Regions from separate parts of the Mus musculus genome. Here regions 2 and 3 are each linked to region 1. Evidence: chromatin contacts called from public HiChIP or PLAC-seq and promoter capture Hi-C data. All regions are on one chromosome and are shown on one strand. The core of a region is the stretch at or near the end of the contact, and the rest is flanking DNA. Distances in the headings are between cores, read along the strand shown. Region 1 holds the start of Sp6 (trans-acting transcription factor 6). Region 2 holds the start of Hoxb5 (homeobox B5). Region 3 holds the start of Hoxb1 (homeobox B1).

The links. Promoter capture Hi-C pulls out the DNA fragments that hold promoters and counts their contacts. HiChIP or PLAC-seq counts read pairs in DNA pulled down with a chosen protein or histone mark.
Region 2: a promoter capture Hi-C map of embryonic stem cells shows a contact between it and region 1, with 10 read pairs. The contact joins the promoter of Hoxb5 here to the promoter of Sp6 in region 1. A contact is called at or near these places in 12 of 39 promoter capture datasets (cranial neural crest, embryonic stem cells, frontonasal cranial neural crest and 6 more), 3 of 484 Hi-C or Micro-C datasets (all in embryonic stem cells), 9 of 115 datasets of contacts at active chromatin or transcription factors (embryonic forebrain, embryonic hindbrain, embryonic stem cells and 1 more) and 1 of 9 other capture datasets (embryonic stem cells).
Region 3: an H3K4me3 HiChIP or PLAC-seq map of embryonic stem cells shows a contact between it and region 1, with 4 times the contacts expected there. The contact joins the promoter of Hoxb1 here to the promoter of Sp6 in region 1. A contact is called at or near these places in 3 of 39 promoter capture datasets (embryonic stem cells and liver), 1 of 484 Hi-C or Micro-C datasets (embryonic stem cells), 3 of 115 datasets of contacts at active chromatin or transcription factors (all in embryonic stem cells) and 1 of 9 other capture datasets (embryonic stem cells).

Annotation. Positions count from the first base shown.
Region 1 is chr11:97,017,239-97,020,099 of GRCm38.p6, reverse strand. Sp6 (trans-acting transcription factor 6) reads right to left here and starts at 1,358. Exons shown (of 2, transcript NM_001363230.1): 1 at 1,073-1,358.
Region 2 is chr11:96,302,149-96,305,009 of GRCm38.p6, reverse strand. Hoxb5 (homeobox B5) reads right to left here and starts at 1,498. Exons shown (of 2, transcript NM_008268.2): 1 at 835-1,498; 2 at 1-120. The coding sequence starts at 1,396. All of the region lies in intron 1 of Hoxb5os (homeobox B5 and homeobox B6, opposite strand), which reads left to right.
Region 3 is chr11:96,364,391-96,367,251 of GRCm38.p6, reverse strand. Hoxb1 (homeobox B1) reads right to left here and starts at 1,494. Exons shown (of 2, transcript NM_008266.5): 1 at 861-1,494; 2 at 1-441. The coding sequence starts at 1,425. The coding sequence ends at 113.

The sequences.
Region 1 (2,861 bases), core at 109-2,608:
AGAAGAAGAAGAAGAAGAAGAAGAAGAAGAAGAAGAAGAAGAAGAAGAAGAAGAAGAAGAAGAAAAAGAGAAGAGAAAAGAAGAGGAAGAGGAGAGGAGAGGAGAGGAGAGGAGAGGAGAGGAGAGGAGAGGAGAGGAGAGAAGAGAAGAGAAGAGAAGAGAAGAGAAGAGAAGAGAAGAGAAGAGAAGAGAAGAGCTTACAATTTCCACCCCTTTCTCTACTACAAATCTGTGACCATAAGGTCCCAGTCTTCTCTCCATCTCTCCCTAGAGCCTTGGAACCTTGCCCGTGTGGGGCCTGGGGTGCAGGAGGCCAATGATTTAGGGCCTTCCCCAAGCAGGACTCACCTGACCCTACCACCTTCCGACTCTGGGACCAGGGAAGTAGCATTGAAAATCTGGGAGAGGCAAGGAAGAGGAGGACCCGGGTGCCTACTCAGGCTCGGGCTGCCTTACCACAAGAAAGGGACTGGGTGAAGCAGCAGGAACGGAGCCTCAGGCCGGGGCGGGGCGGCCCAGAAGGGGTTGGGGCGGGAGCAGTGAGATTCTGGGACCCTAAGAGCTTTTGGAGACTGGGAACTGCCCCAGGGTCTGGGGGATGGGAAGGCTAGGGTGACCAGGTTGCAGAGGGGCCTCTCTGGACAGAGATCCTGAGCCCAGGCCTAGCGTGTAATGGCCTGCCACCAAGGTTGCACGAAAAGAAAGGAGCGAGCACATCGGCTCTCCAATTGGAGAAAGACGGCAGAGACGCCCTAAGTCCCATTGGATCCGCTGCCTCTCCCGTTTCCCGGTACTCAGGCGGTGGGGACTTCCGTTCAAACAAGGTTTTCAATGTTTCAATCCTCCGGTTGTCCCAGTTGCTCCAGTTTCCCCAGTTCCCAAACTCCCTTGGTCCCTCCCGTCCTCCCGGTTTTTCCTCCGTCGGGGCTCCCAGCCCTTCGGATCCTTTAGGACGTCCCCCTCCCCAAGAAGCCAGCTTAGGCTGCGGTGTTCCGAACACCTTTCCCCACCCACCCCCTGACCCCAGATCTCCGCAGCGCGCACCCGTGACCGCGCGGACCCGGGCTCCTACCTGGCGGCTGCGCTCGGGCTTGGGGCACCGCAGGCTGGCGCGCTACAGACGGGCGCTCATGGGCCCTGCGCGCTGGCCGGCTCTCAGCGGCGTGGGACAGGAGCCGAGGGCAAGCCGGGGCTGCGACCGGGCTGGGTGATCCGCGACGGTGGAGGCAGTGAGAGCCGGCGGGAGGGCGGAGGGCGGGCGGGCGCCGGTGAGCGAGTAAGCGAGCGAGCGAGCGAGCGAGCGAGGCCAGCTCCGCCCGTGACTCACCGCACTCTCTGCCTTCATCCTCTCCCCTGCACTCCTTTTTCCCCCGAACCCGCGGCCCCGCCCACCTCACCTGCGGCCGCCTTTAACCCTTGCAGGCTTGGCTGGAGGCGAAGCCCAGCCCAGCGCGAGGAGGGGGCAGACAAGAAGGATGGCTATCCAGGCCACCTCCCTCCCTCTCCCTCACTCCTCCCAGGTCCCCACCACTTCTGAGTTAAGAGCTTGAGTTGCGAGAGTTTTTTCCCCCGAGTTCGGAGACCCGTCCGATGCCATGGAAATCTAACCCGGAGCTGGCCCGGTCCAGGCGGGGAACAAGATTCAGATCCTGGATGGGACGAAGGACAGAGGGTCCTGGAGAAGCTACCGAGCCTTCTTAAGGCACACGTGGCTACCAGTGCTTTTGACCCACCCGTCCTAGCCGCGCAGTGCTAGAACTGAGTGGGAAAAAAAAGGAAACAGGTTTGAAAACTACGTTTCTGGCCGGCCCACACCCAGCACTAAGCCATGAGAGTTCTATCTTGGCTACACCGTTCCCCCGTCCCTTTCCACCACCACTATGAACTTTCCCCTCCTGGTTTCCAGAGATCCTTCCCCTCTCTCCCGTCACTGGCCTTTCTGGGTGATCACCATGCCCTCAATGTCTTCCTCAGTTTCCGGCAAGCCGGGTACCACAGAAATCCACCTCCTAAACCCGCCGCCTTCCTCCCGGTCCGGGTTGCTCAGCCTGCGCCTGACACCCTCGCTGGGGCGCACTGGGATCAGAGGGTTGGGCGGGCATCTGAAAGGGCCTGGGAAGGAACATTTCAGCAGCGGATTGAACAAGACTTTTTGTCGCGGGCTCTTTCCTAGTCTCAGCTGAGTATACGTTTAGAGAAAGGTCTTTTGGAGGAAATAAGCGCACCCGTGCAAAGTCACATTCTGGTACATTTTCAGCACAGCCACACAGCCACTCAGCTACACAGAACTCTCAGGATCCGAATTGGTGGAAATCCTGAGACACTGCCCCACCCCCAGCTCAGGTGGGTACCAGAGTCCCCCTAACTCTCTGCCCTGATGGCCAGATTAGAAGTAGCTCAGGAGCCTTCCCTGCCGCCTTCAGAGCGCGTTGATCTCCCGAGGTGACTTGTTTGTTTGTTTTGTTGTTGTTGTTGTTTTGTTTTGTTTTGTTTTTTCGAGACAGGGTTTCTCTGTGTAGCCCTGGCTGTCCTGAAACTCACTCTGTAGACCAGGCTGGCCTTGAACTCAGAAATCCATCTGCCTCTGCCTCCCAAGTGCTGGGATTAAAGGCGTTTGCCACCACTGCCCTGCTAAACCCCCCCCCCCTTTTTTTAAACAAACACGGGATTTCAAAGCGATTTTCGTTGTTGTTTCTTTCGTTACCGCTGTTGGCTTTCTCTATGCACATTTTACAGTCAGTTTCCAAAAGTTCTGAAATTAGGCTGATTTAATCTCTCTCTCTCTCTCTCTCTCTCTCTCTCTCTCTCTCTCTCTCTCTCTCTGTGTGTGTGTGTGTGTGTGTGTGTGTGTGTGTGTGTGT
Region 2 (2,861 bases), core at 249-2,748, 720 kb after region 1:
CGATCTCGATACGTCGCCGCCGGGTCAGGTAGCGATTGAAGTGGAATTCCTTTTCCAGCTCCAGGGTCTGGTAGCGAGTATAGGCGGTCCGGGCCCTTTTTCCGTCTGGCCCAGTCATATCTAGAGCAGTTAGAGGAGAGCCCCGAGGCAACGTTATTCCGGTTAAAGGAGGGGGCACTGAGTGGGAGGGGGCGGGGAGCAGGACCCAGGCGTCCCCAGCACCCAGCTCACCGCAGCTCCCATCCTCCTCACCCCAGATGCCTGCATCCAGCCTCTATTTCTTCATACCCCCCCTTCTCCAGCAGCCCCCACTTCTGATGGTAGTGAATGCTCCCGGCTTTGTCTCTGGCTCCTTCCCAGTGCCTCACCCTAGGCTGGGTTCAGGCGGCAGCTCGCCCGGGAGGGAAGAGAGCCACTGCACTTTTGCCCTAGAAAGCTCCGTTTATAGCCCATTCCCCCTTTGCTAGCAGCAGTCTCAAAATTTCTGTAATAATCAGGACCCTTCCTCACAATACACAAATCCCATCTTTCATCCTAAAGCCGGTGACTGGCTAGGTAAACAAAACCTAAGCTGAACGTGGCAACAAACTGGCCTTTTTTTTTTTTTTTTAAATGCCTACGCCCAGAAAACAACACTGTTTGGCTCTATCTATGGAGCTGTGGGGACCCTTTCTGACACTTTTCCCTCTTGATGGCAAAAAAAAAGAAAGAAAGAAAAAGAAAAAAAGAAAAGAAAAAAGGGATCTATATTTGAGGCAAAGCCAAGCTTTGCTCGCCCCCACCCCCAACACAGGGCAGGAATGCGGAGAGGACAAAAAAGAGATGGAGAATTACCGTGGCTGATGTGAAGCTTCCTCATCCAGGGGAATATCTGTGGAGTCTGCCCCTCGGGCGCGGCCGTAGAGGTGGCCATGGGCTCTGGCTGTGCTCGAGCCAAGCTGGGGCTGCTTAGCTGGCTCGCCGCTTCCTCGGGCTCAGAGGACGCGCTGGCCTCGTCTATTTCGGTGAAATTGGCGCTGGAGCTGGCTGGGGTCGCCTGGTCGGAAGGGGACGAAGCAGAGGGCTTGGCGCCGTGGCTGTCGCCGTTAGTGCAGGGCAGGGACTCGGGCGAGGACAGGGAGCAGCTGGACGTCGCCTGCCTGAAGCGGGGTTCCTGGGCGGACGCGGGGAAGGCGCGCGAGCTCTCGCCCACCGCCCCAAAGTGGCTGGAGGAGGCCGAGGAGCGGTTGACGCTGAGATCCATCCCATTGTAATTGTAGCCGTAAGAGCCGGTGTGCATGGCAGCGGGATCCCTGTAAGAGCCGCTCAGAGAGCTGCCACTGCCATAATTTAGCAACTGATAGTCCGGGCCATTTGGATAACGCCCCGAGAAGGAGTTTACAAAGTACGAGCTCATTTGGGTGATTTTGGAGGGCTTGATTTGTGGATCGTGGTCGTTATAACCCTGTGCTTCACGATTTATGATGTATTAATGAATTATAGCGATGCACTGTACTTCGTTTTGCTATGTATGCGGCCAAATATGGGGGGGGTTAGAAGGGGGATGGGGGGGCGTTAGGGAATCACGTGCTTTTGTTGACCAGTCGTAAATTCTCACTGATGACCTCAAGAGGTAATTCATGCTCTATGGTTACAAATAATGACGATCGGAGAATCGTTAGGGCCGATTCAATGCGAGCCTCCGAGAGGGGGGGAGAAAGTGAGAAGGGGGAAAAACAGGGAGAAGGTTGACGTTGGCCTCTGAGCAGAGCGCGCCACCTCCCGGCGATTGACGGGAGCGCGGGCCGCAGGCCGCCATGGCGGCTTCGGCAACCTCTTTGCTGGCTCTGTGCAACCGCCAAGCCAAGAAAGAAACCCGGCCCGCAGCTCACTCACAGGCTTGAACCTTTAGGAAGATGGATTTGAGTCTTTTGCCTACTTCGTTAGGGTGCGGCTATCCCCTCTATTTGTGGCCTCTCTGACATTATCATCACCATTATTATTTTAACTCTGGGTAATATAATCAAAATGAAGTTGCTTGATCTTCCCTCCTTAGGCTTTGCCAGTCCCCAACTTGGGTAAGGAAATGGGGGGAAGGATTATAAGTTGTGTGTGAAAAACAATTATAAGAATTTTGTTAGCTCAGCCAGGTCTGCTTCTTGGCTAGGCTTCAGCGGCGGGTCCACAACACGAGAGAGAGCCGCAGGACTAGGCTGGAGGGAGGCTGGAAAAGGCAGGGAAGCTCTTCGTTCTCCTGGGCCCCTGGGAAGTTTGGATTTTTCCTTCTGACCTCTCATCCTTAGCCTAGGCCTAGGAACCGAGGTAAACAGGGACCCTAGAAGAGAAAGATGGTCGGTCGGCCAAAGACTAGAGAGACAACCGTCTGAGCGGTTAAGGTTTGGTGGTAACTCTTCTGCGGGAGTTTGGGGTTTAAACAGATCCCCTTTAACAAGCTCGCCAGATGCCAGCTATCTCATTCAGAGACCAAATCCAAAGCCTTGTGTTGCTGGTGGCCAATAATTGGAGAATTTGCTCATGGCCTTACCGCCTTCCCTGGGAAGGTGTTCGGAAGACCGGCGGCCCCTTGCTGAGCTCGCTGGGCGGCCAGAGATCTCCGCAGCTGGGCCCCTTCTGCCAGACGGCTATTTTCTTTAAAAATAAAAAAAGGAGGGGGGAGAGGGAGAAGGAAGAAAAGAAAACGGGGCCTGAAGCTTGCTGCTCGGGTGTGGGTGGCAGTAAAGAGAAAATGAGCCATTTTGGGTTGAGAAGGTGAGACTAAAGGCGCCATCACCTGGACCCCTGCCCTCGGGTCTCCAAAGAGCAAGATAAAGTCGGGCCCTTGCAGCCTTCTGCTGCCGGCTTCCCATTCTCTTCCTGGCCAC
Region 3 (2,861 bases), core at 245-2,744, 650 kb after region 1:
GCTCTAAACTGGTGCCTCGGCCTTGAGGAGGGTCACCAAGGCTGTGAAGTTTGGGAAAGTCTTCGAGAGAACTGGTCAAGCGTTGGAAGCCCAGTTACTTAGGAAGTTCAATTCAAGAGGTGATGGAACTGGGCGAGGCTTCTGGGGAGGTGCACGCGGACTGGTCAGAGGCATCTCCAGCGGCTTCCTTTGGGCAACCTGGGGGGCCTGCAGGCATCCTGCCCCCCTCTCGCTCGCGTTTCTTCTGCTTCATGCGCCGGTTCTGGAACCAGATCTTCACCTGCGTTTCATTGAGCTCCAGGGTGGCGGCGATCTCCACCCTCCGGGCACGGCTCAGGTATTTGTTGAAATGAAATTCCTTCTCCAGCTCCGTCAGCTGGCGCGTGGTGAAGTTTGTGCGGAGACCGCCGGGAGCGCCCAGTCCCAGCTCGGACACCTTCGCTAGGGGCGGGGCAGGGAGAAAAGCCACGTCAGTTCTCTCACCTCTTTCTCCCTCCCGTCCACTCCTCCTAGTTCAGGCTTGGTCCTCATTCATCATCTACCCAATGCAGATCCTATGTGGCATCACACACCCCCTCCATTAGTAATTACAAAATCTAGAACCAGCCTTCCGCCCATACTCACCTTCAGACAAGAAACGTGAAATACTGGTTCCAAACTGGGCGCACAGACAAGACTGCGGAGACCTCCTTCGGGAGGAGGTAGCCCCGAACTTAGCCCGTGGGAAAATATCTGCTGACTTGAACCCGGAAAGTACTTACCTGCCAGTAAAAGCAGCTGAAGGAATGAATGAAGCCCTGGCTCAGGCCCCTCTGTGTATGCCCGAGCCAAGGAGAGGAAGTGGCTCCTCTGAGCCCTACCTGTCTTAGGTGGGTTTCTCTTGACCTTCATCCAGTCGAAGGTCCGGGGAGTGAGAGTGCTGGGTTCTGACGAGCAAGGCGATTCCTTGTCCTCAGAGAGGAGGTCGTAGGCTGATGCAAAGGTTGCGGTCTGCTCAGTTCCGTATGGGGGCTGCGGCGGAGGATATGGCCCTGAGCCGACTCCACCCGCTCCATAGCTGTCGGGCAACCCCCCTAGCTGGGCTCCGTAGCTCGACGGATGAAAATAGCTTCCATCTCCTTCCGACTGACCCACAGAATAATACTGAGAAGGCCCATAGCTGGGGTTGCAGGCGGCTGGGGCGTACCCCGAGGGAGCGGGGCTGGGAAAGGACACCCCCAGGGATGACGGCGGCTGCTGGACAGGATACCCCGAGTTTTGTTGGAGCGCTGAGCTAGGCAGCCCTCCACCATAGCGGCTCTCCCCTGCGTAGCTGTCAACGGCCGGAGCTGAGCAGGGGGGAAAAGAGGTTGGGGCGCTGTAGGCGCTGGGTCCCCGGTTACAAAGTGGGTACTCTAAAAAGGAACTCATCCTATTATAGTCCATGTAGAGGCCGAAGGAGGGTCGGGCCGTTTGGGGGAGACACCCTCTTGCCCTACAACCTTTCGGCAGTATGTCACAGAGCTGAAGCTTGAGCCCATGGCCCGGGCCAGCTTGGCCCCGCCAGCGATCCCCTAGGAAGGGGCTAGGGAGTGGGGGTGGGGGGGCACATGTGATCTCTCCCAGGCCAATGGGCTAAGCGGGCCAGAGTTTGGCAGTCCCAGCGCCCATCCATCACCCCCCAATCATTAGCATGACAAAGACACTTCAATCACTCTGAGCCCATCCATCTGAGAGCGACATGGAAGCGTCAAAAACATCTTTCTTCAAAGACTTTTTGGAAAGAAGGGACCAGAGGGAGGGGGGGGAGAAGTTGGAAGAATATTCAAGACTTTTACTCCCCTCCCAACCCCCCAAGGCCTTCAATAGGTTCTTGGATTATTAGATTTGGCCAAATTCAACCCAGCTGCCCCTCACTCTCTTCTCCCCTCAAAGAAGCCTACCCCCACCCCAAGGCTGTAGGGCTAGAGACTGGAGAGCCAGACTCCTTACTTATCCCAGAACCCCCATTCCATGTTTCTTTCTCCCAGTTTGTCTTGGGATGGTGTTCTAGGACAGCCTGGTTAGGTCTGTTATCTTGGGACAAAAGGATGACTAGGAAGGGAGAGGGAGACTGTAAAAACACCTCAGGGTGTGAGCCAGGGGTCTAAAATCCAGAAGAATTCATGACAAATCAAGAGGAGGGAAAACGATGGCATTTCAAGGGAACAGGAGAAGGGAAATGGAAAGGTGGAGGGAAGATGAGGGACGCCTCTCTCCATCTCTCTGCATAAACGCTCTCTCCTCATTCGCGAGGCCATTTCTCTCCCTCAGCCTCTCTTTATATTCCCTCTGTCTCCATTCATCTCTGTGTTCGTCCATCTCTCTCCATATTTATATTCGCTCCCTACCTATCCATCAACTCATCTCTCTAGATGTATTTATCCTTTCTCTAGCCATCCGTAGCTGTAGCTGGCTCACTCACTCAGACTTAAATAACTCCCTATATCTCTCCAGAGAGCAGCAATGAAGAGAGCCAGGTGATATTTACAGATGGGTGAGAAGGAAGCGAATTTTTATTCTCTTTTCAAAAGTGTTCAAAACTAGTAAAGATCCTCTGCACTTCTCTGGTCTCCTCCCTGACACCCCTCCATTATCTTTAGTTTCCCTAAAAGTTTCTTTTTTTAAGTTCCAAGCCTCAAATACATAAATCCAAGGCTAGTTAAGTCTCAAAGACTATCCAAAATTTCCATGCATGTTCTAGAATAGATAAAGGGAGTTTAGTTTGCTCAGAGAATGGGAGAATTGGTGTAGAGCTTCTAAACTAAGGCTTAGAAATGGATCTCTCTCTCTCTCTCTCTTCCTTCCTTTCTCTCTCTCTCTCTCTCTCTCTCTCTCTCTCT